3 separate regions of the Gossypium hirsutum genome follow, and all the other regions are linked to region 3. Evidence: chromatin contacts called from public Hi-C data. All regions are on one chromosome and are shown on one strand. Each heading gives the region's core, a stretch centred on a gene start, on an enhancer-like site or on the middle of the called end of the contact. The rest is flanking DNA. Distances are from core to core; before and after follow the strand shown.

Evidence for each region. A called contact is a pair of places that touch in the nucleus more often than the background predicts.
Region 1: a Hi-C map of leaf shows a contact between it and region 3, with 2.2 times the contacts expected there. The contact joins the promoter of LOC107924991 here to the promoter of LOC107925024 in region 3. A contact is called at or near these places in 3 of 34 Hi-C or Micro-C datasets (all in leaf).
Region 2: a contact with region 3 is called in a Hi-C map of leaf, with 1.9 times the contacts expected there. The contact joins the promoter of LOC107924962 here to the promoter of LOC107925024 in region 3. A contact is called at or near these places in 7 of 34 Hi-C or Micro-C datasets (callus, hypocotyl, leaf and 1 more).

Annotation. Positions count from the first base shown.
Region 1 is chrA02:100,788,145-100,791,576 of Gossypium_hirsutum_v2.1, forward strand. LOC107924991 (WAT1-related protein At5g64700) reads left to right here and starts at 1,788. Exons shown (of 7, transcript XM_016855575.2): 1 at 1,788-2,020; 2 at 2,116-2,178; 3 at 2,275-2,391. The coding sequence starts at 1,848.
Region 2 is chrA02:100,840,676-100,843,879 of Gossypium_hirsutum_v2.1, forward strand. LOC107924962 (protein BOLA2) reads left to right here and starts at 1,919. Exons shown (of 3, transcript XM_016855544.2): 1 at 1,919-2,088. The coding sequence starts at 2,026.
Region 3 is chrA02:100,616,366-100,619,969 of Gossypium_hirsutum_v2.1, forward strand. It overlaps LOC107925024 (non-functional pseudokinase ZED1), which reads right to left and starts at 1,558. Exons shown (of 2, transcript XM_041082336.1): 1 at 1,424-1,558; 2 at 126-1,284. The coding sequence starts at 1,273. The coding sequence ends at 251.

The DNA.
Region 1 (3,432 bases), core at 538-3,037, 170 kb after region 3:
AACTTGACAAACATTATACAAATTACTTTAATATACTAACACTATTTTTTTTGTGAGGTAGCAAAAATAATTAATGTATGACCAACATGTGATACATGTCATGGAATTTCTTTTCTGTATTTTAAATGTTTACTTTCAGTTTAATTTATTAATTTAAAGCGTACACTACTAAAATAGTCAAATTTTTTTACCTCAGGTTACATTTTAATCACTTATATTTGAAATGTTATATTTTAATCACTTACGTTATCGCGTTGTAACATTTTAGTCACTGAGCCATTAACTGTTGTTAATAGTATAACGGTAAGCTAACATGGCACGTTACATCATCAACTCAAACAAAAATTTTAGGTTAATTTATACAATTGGTCCCCATATTTTTTTTTGTTCTAAGCAATTTAACTTTTTTCTTTTATTTTTTTAAAATTTCCTTTTTTTTCATTTTTTTTTCATTCTCTTCTGCTTCTCCCTCTATTTTCCCCTTTCTCCATTTCTTTTAACATAGTTTTTCTATGTTTTCCATTTGTTAAAACTAGTCCCTATACTTTTAATTTTCTGATCAATTTAATTTTTTTCGAGTGAGGAGAGCTTATGGGCTAATTTTAACAAATGAAAAACATAGAAAAAATACGTTCAAAGAAACGAAGAAGGGAGGAAAATAGAGGGAGAAGCGGAAAAGCATGAAAAATTAAAAAAATAAAGTTAAAAGAACATAAAAGAAAAAAATTAAATTGCTCAAAATGAAAAACTATAGGGACCAATTTTAGAATTTAACCTAAAATTTTTATTTGAAATAATGATTTAACGTGTCACGTCAGCTTACTGTTACACTATTAATGACAATTGACGGTTCAGTGACTAAAATGTTACAAGACGATAACGTAAGTGACTAAAATATAACATTTCAAACATAAGTGACTAAAATATAACCTGAGGTAAACAAAAGTGACAATTTTAGTAGTTTACCCTAATTTAAAATACTAAATTCCTTTTAAAACTCTTATTTTCTTATTCAATATTAATTCATTAAGCATAATTCAATGCATACTTTTTTAGCATGAATTCCCTCTAATATTAACTATGTTTTTATTAAATTGAAGGCTTTGTAAAGACCGGACTATGCTTTATACATGCAAACCCTCTTGAATCATTCCTTCCACTAATAATCAAAATAATCTTAGCCCCAATGAAGAGTAAAATTTGAGCATATTGTTTAGTGAAACATAAGAAACTCTAAATAAATGAAATCATTTCCACCATTAAATTCCATGCTATCTATCACGTGTCGATCATTAAAAAAAACTAACAGCATTAGTGTTTGAGAGTATTTTGTATAACATTTGACAAATTTATAATGTACCAAATTAAACTTAAAAATGAGTTAAGTACTAAATTAAAAAAAATACCAAATTTAAGTACTAAATTAAGAAAAAAATTTAGATACTAAATTAGGAAAAAATTCAAGTATTAAATTGTATCAAATCCTGTTTAAGTGCCATCTAATCTTAAAATAATTGAACGGATTAAATTTGAATAAAAAAGAAAAAGAAAAGGTTGTAACCCTATTGATGACATGTCAAGTGTCAAAGAAGCCAATCCTAATATCAATTTTTCATTAATAATGAAGGGGTCCCTTCGGCCTCAAAAAAGGGGCCCTTTCATCTTCACCACACACGTCCCAATAGAAAAGAAAAAGCATGTTATTTTCAATGGCCAATCCCTCTACTGTCCCATCTCCACACTCCAACTTACCATTATATAAATCCTCCCTCCTCCAGTGTTGCACTTTCAAACTGCAATACACATCTTTACCCCCCCCCCCAAAAAAAAAAAAAACAAAACAAAGAATGGATAACAAAAAGCCCTATCTTGCTATTATTCTCATTCAATCTATATATGCGGGCATGTTCTTGGTGTCCAAAGCAGCTTTCGATGGTGGCATGAACAATTTCGTCTTCGTTTTCTACAGGCAGGCTGCTGCTACCGTTGTCTTGATCCCTCTTGCCTTGTTTCTTGAATGGTAATTTTAAGCTTCTGCCCTGGTTTTTATGCCAATCTTGTAGACAATATAAATAGAATCATGTTATTAAATTTTGTTTGCTTTGGAATCTAAAGGAAAACAGCGCCCCCACTATCATTCGTGACGTTCAGCGAGATATTTTTGCTGTCTTTATTCGGGTAAGTCAAACATTTAGAAACACTTGGTGAATTAAGATTGCGCAGCTATTACAGTGGAAGAAATCATATAAACTATTGAGAAATTTTGGATTTCAGGATAACTTTAAGCTTGGATATCAATGGTATAGCCCTTGTTTATACCTCTGCAACTTTAGCTGCTGCTACAACAAATTGTCTGCCTGTCATCACCTTTTTCTTGGCTGTGTTACTCGGGTAAAATTATCCCTACTTAATATCTTTCCAATTTTATATGTATATATCTATTTTTTTTTCTTCTCATTTAGGTTGGGTTTCTGAGTTAATGTGACATGAACATTTTTAGTCATGAAATTCATCTTAGAGTTGTATTTTACGTTTAAATTTTAGACTTTGTAAATTAGCTACTTCACAATGTCTTCTTAGAGATTAGGACTTTCATTGTTTAATTAACAGGAAACACCCATTGAGTAGAAGGTCTTTTAGTAAAAGAGGAATTGGCTAGTTGCAACTTTTTAAAGGAAACGATGTTAGCATGAGACATGGAAATATATTTCAAGGCTTTTAGATGCTACAAAGTTTCAGATCTTTGCTGCCAAATTTGCAGAAGAGTTTGAATAAAATGTGACTGGTTCATTAGACCACAAACATAATTTCTATCAATAACCTATAATTTTAATTTTTAGGTATCAATAAAAATGTTTCACTTCATTCATTTTCGAAGAATATAAAAGTATTATTATACATTCATTTATATCTAATATTCTCTCAAAATTAATTTAAATTTAATTAATTTATTTAAAAATAGATAATTAGAATTTTGAAAAAAAATACAAAAACATTGAATTTTTCTAGAATTTATTGAAAAAAGATTAAAAGTATAAGCATTGAAATTGGATTTCTCAACTATTTGGTTCTCTCTTTTATAATACTTTCCCTTCCATTTGTATCACCTTGGTAAATTTGGATGAAATATTGGTGCCAAAAGCCTTGTACTAATCGCCTTGGAAACTACACATATGAATGTATGGTTTGAGTTAAACCCAGTTTTTATTTATTTCATAAAATTCTTCCATTGGCGTTCAACTCAGTTTTTTCTTCCATTGGCGTTCAACTCAGTTTTCTAATTCATCCATATGTGTAGGTGTAGCTTCCGTGGTTGATGGTATTTAAAGATCATGGGTATCGAATGGTAATAAATGTGTTTCTTTTTAAATTAATTATGTTAAAACTAAACAAAATTAGAAATTAAGGACACTATGAAATATAAATGAGCCA
Region 2 (3,204 bases), core at 669-3,168, 220 kb after region 3:
TTTGTGATTTTTTTTATGTTGATGTTATTATTAAATGATTATTTTTGCTAATTAATATTTTATTTTGTCATCATTAATACAACACAACCATGATCATAGCATTATCATACTTTTTTATTATTTCACCATTTTTTTGGTTATTACTAATGTTCCACTTATTATTTTACTATTGTTACCATTATTAAATAGTATTATTAATTGGCTAAAAATTATTTCGACTACCATATGTTATTATTTTGTTATCATTTTGTGACCACGTAAGTCATTCTATACTATTTTTGTCATTTCCATATTATGCAACATGTTTAAATATTTGTTTATTTTTATACCAACACTTGAATAAATCAATCGCATATTGCATTAAATGTCATATCCTTTTTTTTTTCTGATGCACAAAAAAGGAAAATTTTAAAACCAAGGCAACGTTCTTAATTTAGAGATTCGAGAAGTTGTGACATAACTTACAGGGTTTGATTTTCTCTTTGAACCTAAATAACCAAACATATTTTTTAAAACAAAAAACACATGAGATTTAAATAGTAATTAAATAATGAGCAATCTAATTTTCGAGGATTCAAGATGTCGTACCCTAACTTACGGGATATGACATTTTTGTTTTGGTTACCTTGAGATAAAAAGGCCTTTTACATAAGTTTTAATTTAGTTAAGTGATTTTAATTAAAAAAGAACATTAAGCAAAGAGGGACTGTGTTTTAATTTCTCTTCGAATTTTCAACTTTTGACACTAAAATATCAAGTAATCAATTTGGTACCAATTTTTTAGCGTTATGAGGGTGCTAATCTTTTCTTGTACAAAATCGATTCCTGAACCCATTTCCTAGATTTTTGTAGACAAAAATGATTTTAATAAATCTAATATTTTATTAAAATGACAAAGCCTTGAGGTGATCCGATCACACTTAATTAAAAAAAATTAGTGGTGACTTCATTTTCGTTTTTAAAATAAAAGTCAATTTAAAAAGTTTCAACAACCATTGTTGAAATATGTAAAATTCGCTCATAAATTGTAAAAGTTATAACATAATAATGATTAAATTTATATTGGAAAATAGATATAGGAGAGCCAAATCCATATATGTTGTTGCTAGGTGCTGCTTTAGTGGATGTTTGATTCCAACTGTACACTGAAATACTGGATTTAAATTTAATAAAATTTGATTTGATTTAGAAAAAAAGAATATATATATATGCTCAGTTATTCTATTTAAAAATCCTAAACCTATAAAATGAATGAATAAATTAAACGGAGTTCCTTACAGAATAAATTGAAATTTTGATTAAATCAACTTCATTGGTTTGGTTCAATTCAATTTCACAGATTAATTTATTGAATGGATATTTTATTTGTATGAATATGGTAATAATAGTAGATTTAAGTTTTTTTAATCTTTGAATTTAACATTTATTCTTACATTAAGGCTTAAAATAGGTAATAGTTTAAACCTTTTTCTTTTGTTTAAGTTAGTCCTTAAATTTGACAATTATTCCTATATTAGGGTTTAAACTTTAAAGTTTTCAAGGAAATATCAAAGATTAATTTGGATTTAAAAAAACCCAAACCCCAATGTGGAACAATGAAAAAAAATTTGAAGTCCCAATGTGAGAATAATTACTAAATTTATGGGCTAAATTAAAAAGAAAAAAAAGAAAAATTTCCAAATTGAACCCTTGAATTTTAATTTTGAAACAATGTTAACTAAAATCCTTTTGTTAAAAGAGAGAGAGAGAGAGAAATAACCAAGGAAACTAACATTCAGGTTTAATTTTCTTGAAAATGACCTAAATAACTTTAACCAAGTTCATAATGGGCTGTGGCCGAAAAATAATGATGGGCTTATAGTAACGGATAGGACTTGCATAGCAAATGGCATATAAGTCCATGATGTTTGACTCCACCAAAATCGAATCTTTCTTTTAAATTTATTCTTCAATTGAATTTATATTGTGGTAAAGGAATCTTGGAAACAAAACGAAGAAGAAGAAACAGAGCAAAAGAAAGAGACGATGGGAGTGACGAAGGAACAAGTTGAGTCTTCATTGACTTCAAAATTGAAGCCTTCTCATCTGGTAACCCTCCTTTCATTTCTTCCTTATATTTCATTCACCTTTATATCTATAATTTATTCCTATCTAAGTTGTAAATTTCTAGAAAAAAAATCTAAAGCTGGTTGTTGGTTTTAATTTTTTTATCCTCCCTAATCATGTTTCCACAAATAAGTAAATCCATGAATATGCTTTTTGCTTGTTGCTTTTCTGCTTTCAAAGGAGCAATTTTTATGAAAAATTAAAGATTAAAAATCTGTTTTTTTTTTGGGGGGGGGGATTTGCATGATGTTACTTAGAATGTAGAACAATTATATTTTAGTCAAATATCAATTTAAGTGAAAATAAGTTGTGCTACATTCACGGGGATATCGGGTACAACTTCAATTTTTGTGGAATCATTGTGGAAACTCTTATTATGAATTGATGATTAGTTCAGAGCCATGCTGTTTTTGATGAATTTTACTGAGATACTTTTTTCACTCTTTAAATGTTTTATTCGTTCACTTAAGAGTGAAGTTGGTTGAATGAGAAAGAAGTATGTATTTCAAGCTATTGAGGTGGAAAGATTTCTCAATTTCCATCCTTTTGGAATGATTGCGGCACATTTAAGTTTTTAACTTAGATGCTATGTGTAGTTTGAGCACAAGGGAACTCAAGCCATAATTTGCAGATTTTCCGGGTCACAAGCTCATTCTTCATATGCATCCATTGTTTTACCTTCCTATGTTTGTACAGAAAGATATTGTGTCGAAAATTGTTTCAGAATTATTCTTAATTTTACAGCTTGTTGGATCCAGGTTTTAAGTGATTTCGAGAAGAGTACCCTACCATATTGGCTTTGGTTCACTTGAGAAGAGAAAGTTAAATTAATTTTCCTTTTTGTTTGGAGAAAGCTTGACAGTGTCATTTTGTTAAACTGGGTCTCAATATTCAAGGTTCATGTTTACATATGCTGATAGACATTAGTGAGGAGTATGAATCCTTTCTAGTTTCTTGTCGATATATCTCTTAAGTACGATTGTCTGAGTTTTTTTGGGAAATAAACTTTTCTTGTTGCCTCGTATGACTAGGAAGGACTGTAAGATCACTAATTTGCAATTCTTTCATTGGCTGTGCTTGCATTGCTTGAATATGGTA
Region 3 (3,604 bases), core at 308-2,807:
TTTAAAAATATCAAATTAAAGTAAAACATAACTTAACCTTTCCTTTTTGCTTGGAAGATTTAGGAGTCCTGTTTCCTTTTAGCATAATTGAATCTATAGCAAAATGGGTAAACAATATTGAAAGCTGCAGAAGGTTTTTGTTGATTGCAGTGAGTTCAGTATTTTATTACAGAGTAAGGCAAACTATGTTCCCTGAACTCAAGATCAAGTGCCAGTATAAGTATCATACACCATAATTAGAGCTACTGAGCTAACAAAGCTTACAATCTTTATTGAGTAGCCTAAGCTGTTTTGCAACATCAGTTATCATCGGTCGATTCTCGGGATTTTCTTGTGTACAACAAAGTGCAATCTTCGCCAAACTTACCAACTCATTACCATTGATTCTTTCACTCAAAATACTTTGATCCACAATTTCGGTTAACCGATTGCTTTCGACATAATTCGACACAAATGCTCTAAAGGGTGCTTCCTCCACATTGTGATCCCCAGATTTTCTTCTAGTTAAAAGCTCAAGTAACAGTATGCCAAAACTATAAACATCAGCCTTTTCATTTATTTTGCATTCCAAAACCTCAGGTGCTATATACCCAACTACCCCGGAGATGGTATCTTCTACGACATGCGATTTTCCTTTCGGAATTGCCACGGAGAGCGAGAAATCAGAAAGCTTAGCAACATAATTCGTATCTATTACTATCGATATCAACGAAAGCCCACGATTAATAGCAGGCCTGGACAAGGCAGTATGGAGATATGCAACTGCATTAGCAATATCCGTTGCAATCTTTATTCTAGACTTCCATGTTAATGGCTCAAGTTGCCCATCACTAACATCAAGCATTAATCTTTGGAGATTCTTTTCACCACCATATTCATAAACAAGCACTGGATTTTGAGTCTCTAAGCAGCATCCAATTAGTTTTAGAACATTCTTGTGCACACTCATTTGTGAGCTAATTACTATATCTGTGATAGCTGTTTCAAGGCATTTGTTATAGCTTCCGTACCGTTTCACAGATATCTCCCGACCACGCAGAAAGCCTTTGTATAACACGAAATGAACGTACCTCGAAATTTCCTGACCGACATCGTAACCTTTCGCTGCTTCGCTCAGCTCCTCGGCGGAGAAAGTACAAATAGGATTACATTTACCATCAGATGAGGCAATAAGCTTTTCTAATAACACACTCCCATTCTTCAACAATGGTCCCTCATCCTTGCTTTGCCTTTTTATTCTGAAACATGATCCCATCTCCCCTTCCTTCAACATACAATAAATACCTGCAAAGATGCTAAATTAGAGACTAATACATTGGGAAAATAGCAAAAAAAGACAATTTTCTTCTAATTGATTGCATTTAACAATACTTTAATTTTATACAGATTAAAAAGAGAGGAAAATAGCAGAAGAGGCAAGCACCTAAAATGGCAGAAAAAAGGGGGAGAAAGTGAAACCCGCAGGAAGATGATAAAAGTCAAACCAGGCATTAGAGTCAATCTCAGGAAGCTTACATTAAGACCAATAAAAAGGCAAGCAGCTTTCTCTGACTCTCTTTTCAAGAATTGATAAGGGACCATTGACATAATAAATCCATTGGATCAGCACTTAGCCCATTGCTCACAAATTTGGGTCCAAATTCACTGTTTCAATTTCATCTCAGTGTTACTTCAATCTCAGAACTAGGTTTTGGCAGGCCTATAATTGATGGTGAGATCCATGGCCCAGTGTAATAATAAACACAAGTAGTAGCTTTGCATATTTAGGAAAATTACAGAACAAGAGAATAAAAAAAATATTTGTGGAGATATATACAGAACTAGACCAAAATAAATACGAATAAAGTCTACTTTTAATGAGACTTACCCAAAATAAATTTGATAGAGAACCTATATGATATTTTTACTCATGATGAGACTTAAACCTCGTAACAAAACGACTTCAATCTTACTTAACTAGCAATAAAGAAATACTAAATATGTTGTAGAATAAAAAGAAAATTAAAAGTTTAAAGAAGTAGAAAACTAGAAAGAAAATATACATTGATATACTCGGAAGGAAAGATTAAAAAGTTTGAAAGAAAAAATTTATTTATTTTCCTTCATTGCTTAGAAGAGTTTAAAGACGAAAGGATGAAAATGAAAATGTTGAAAATACATTCTTTTATTTTCTCAATCTAAAATGATTTGTTTTTAAGCATAGATAAAAACTTATTTGCTTTTCTTTTCAACTAAATACACTTAAAACTTATTTTTATTCATATTTCAATGTATTAAAATATAATAAATTATGTTTCATCTCCTTTTAACTTTACATTCTTTTATAAAAGTTGGTAGAATAAATTTAATAAAATTTTAGTTTAAATCTCACTAATTTTATTAACTTAACATGTCTATCACCTTTTTAATCAATTAAATAGCTACATTTATATATTAATATTTTCATTATATTCATAACATTAAAAAACTCATTACAATATTAAATACAAATTTTACATTTTACTTTTTTTAATGTAACATTGTGTTTTTTTGTAATATAAAATAATTTTTATCTTTTTTTAATCATCTTACTTAAACTATCCACATTTCAATAATAAAACTTTAATTTATAGAAAAAAAAATTACTTATATAATTTTTATAACATTTAAAAATTGAATTCTTTTATTCTATATGAAAATTTTAAATATTGTTCACAATATTTATATCATAAATAATATTTAAATTAAATTATTTAATTTTAAATTAAGTTAAGCTCGAATAGTAAAATATTTCTTTAATAATATTAAATTATGATAAATGGTTGAAATTTCTTTCCATTAAAAGTGCTATATTACATAACAGAAGGAGCAAAACATTATTTTAAACGAACCCCATGAGATGGCCTGATGGTTAAGGGTGTTCACCGTTCCAGGTTGGTTGTTTGAGCTTTGCGCTATTATTGTAATTCAAAAAAAAAACATTATTTCAAACCAAAGTTAATGATAACTTCGTTGTTTTAGGAAACTATTGTAAATTATGTGTGGGTTTTTTTAATTAGATATGATTTTGTTTATTGAGGTTGTTAGAGATTGTGCAACTCGAATCCAATCACTTGTTAAAGAAATAAGTATAGTGGCAAAATAAGGGGATCTATGAGGGCGAAATGCCAAGGATCGTACATTAAGCACAAAATTGGACTGGGGTTGTGACCAAGGGTGCGAGGGCGGAGCTCCTGCAATACGGACCATAAAGCACAAGTTGAATCCATATAGAACTATTCTTCTATTTGACTTTGATTAGAACAAGGTTTTTCAACCCTCAAATAGATGTAATCGAACCCTTCTTGTATCATTCGTTTTTCAACATTAGTGAATTTCTTCTCCTTTGCCCGTGATTTTTTCTCGAAAGGGTTTTCACGTAAAATCTGTGTGTTCTTATTTTTCTTTTCTTATTGCTTTATGATCATTCTACCACCATTATTGACGTACAGAGGTACTCTAAGACACCAACTCACTCTCATTCCATTAAATTATTTAAGATTTCGATAAATTAAAAAATAAAATTTCAACAGAAGGCATTATCTAACGTATATAATGTTCCTCCCAAGACTTCGTATATATATAT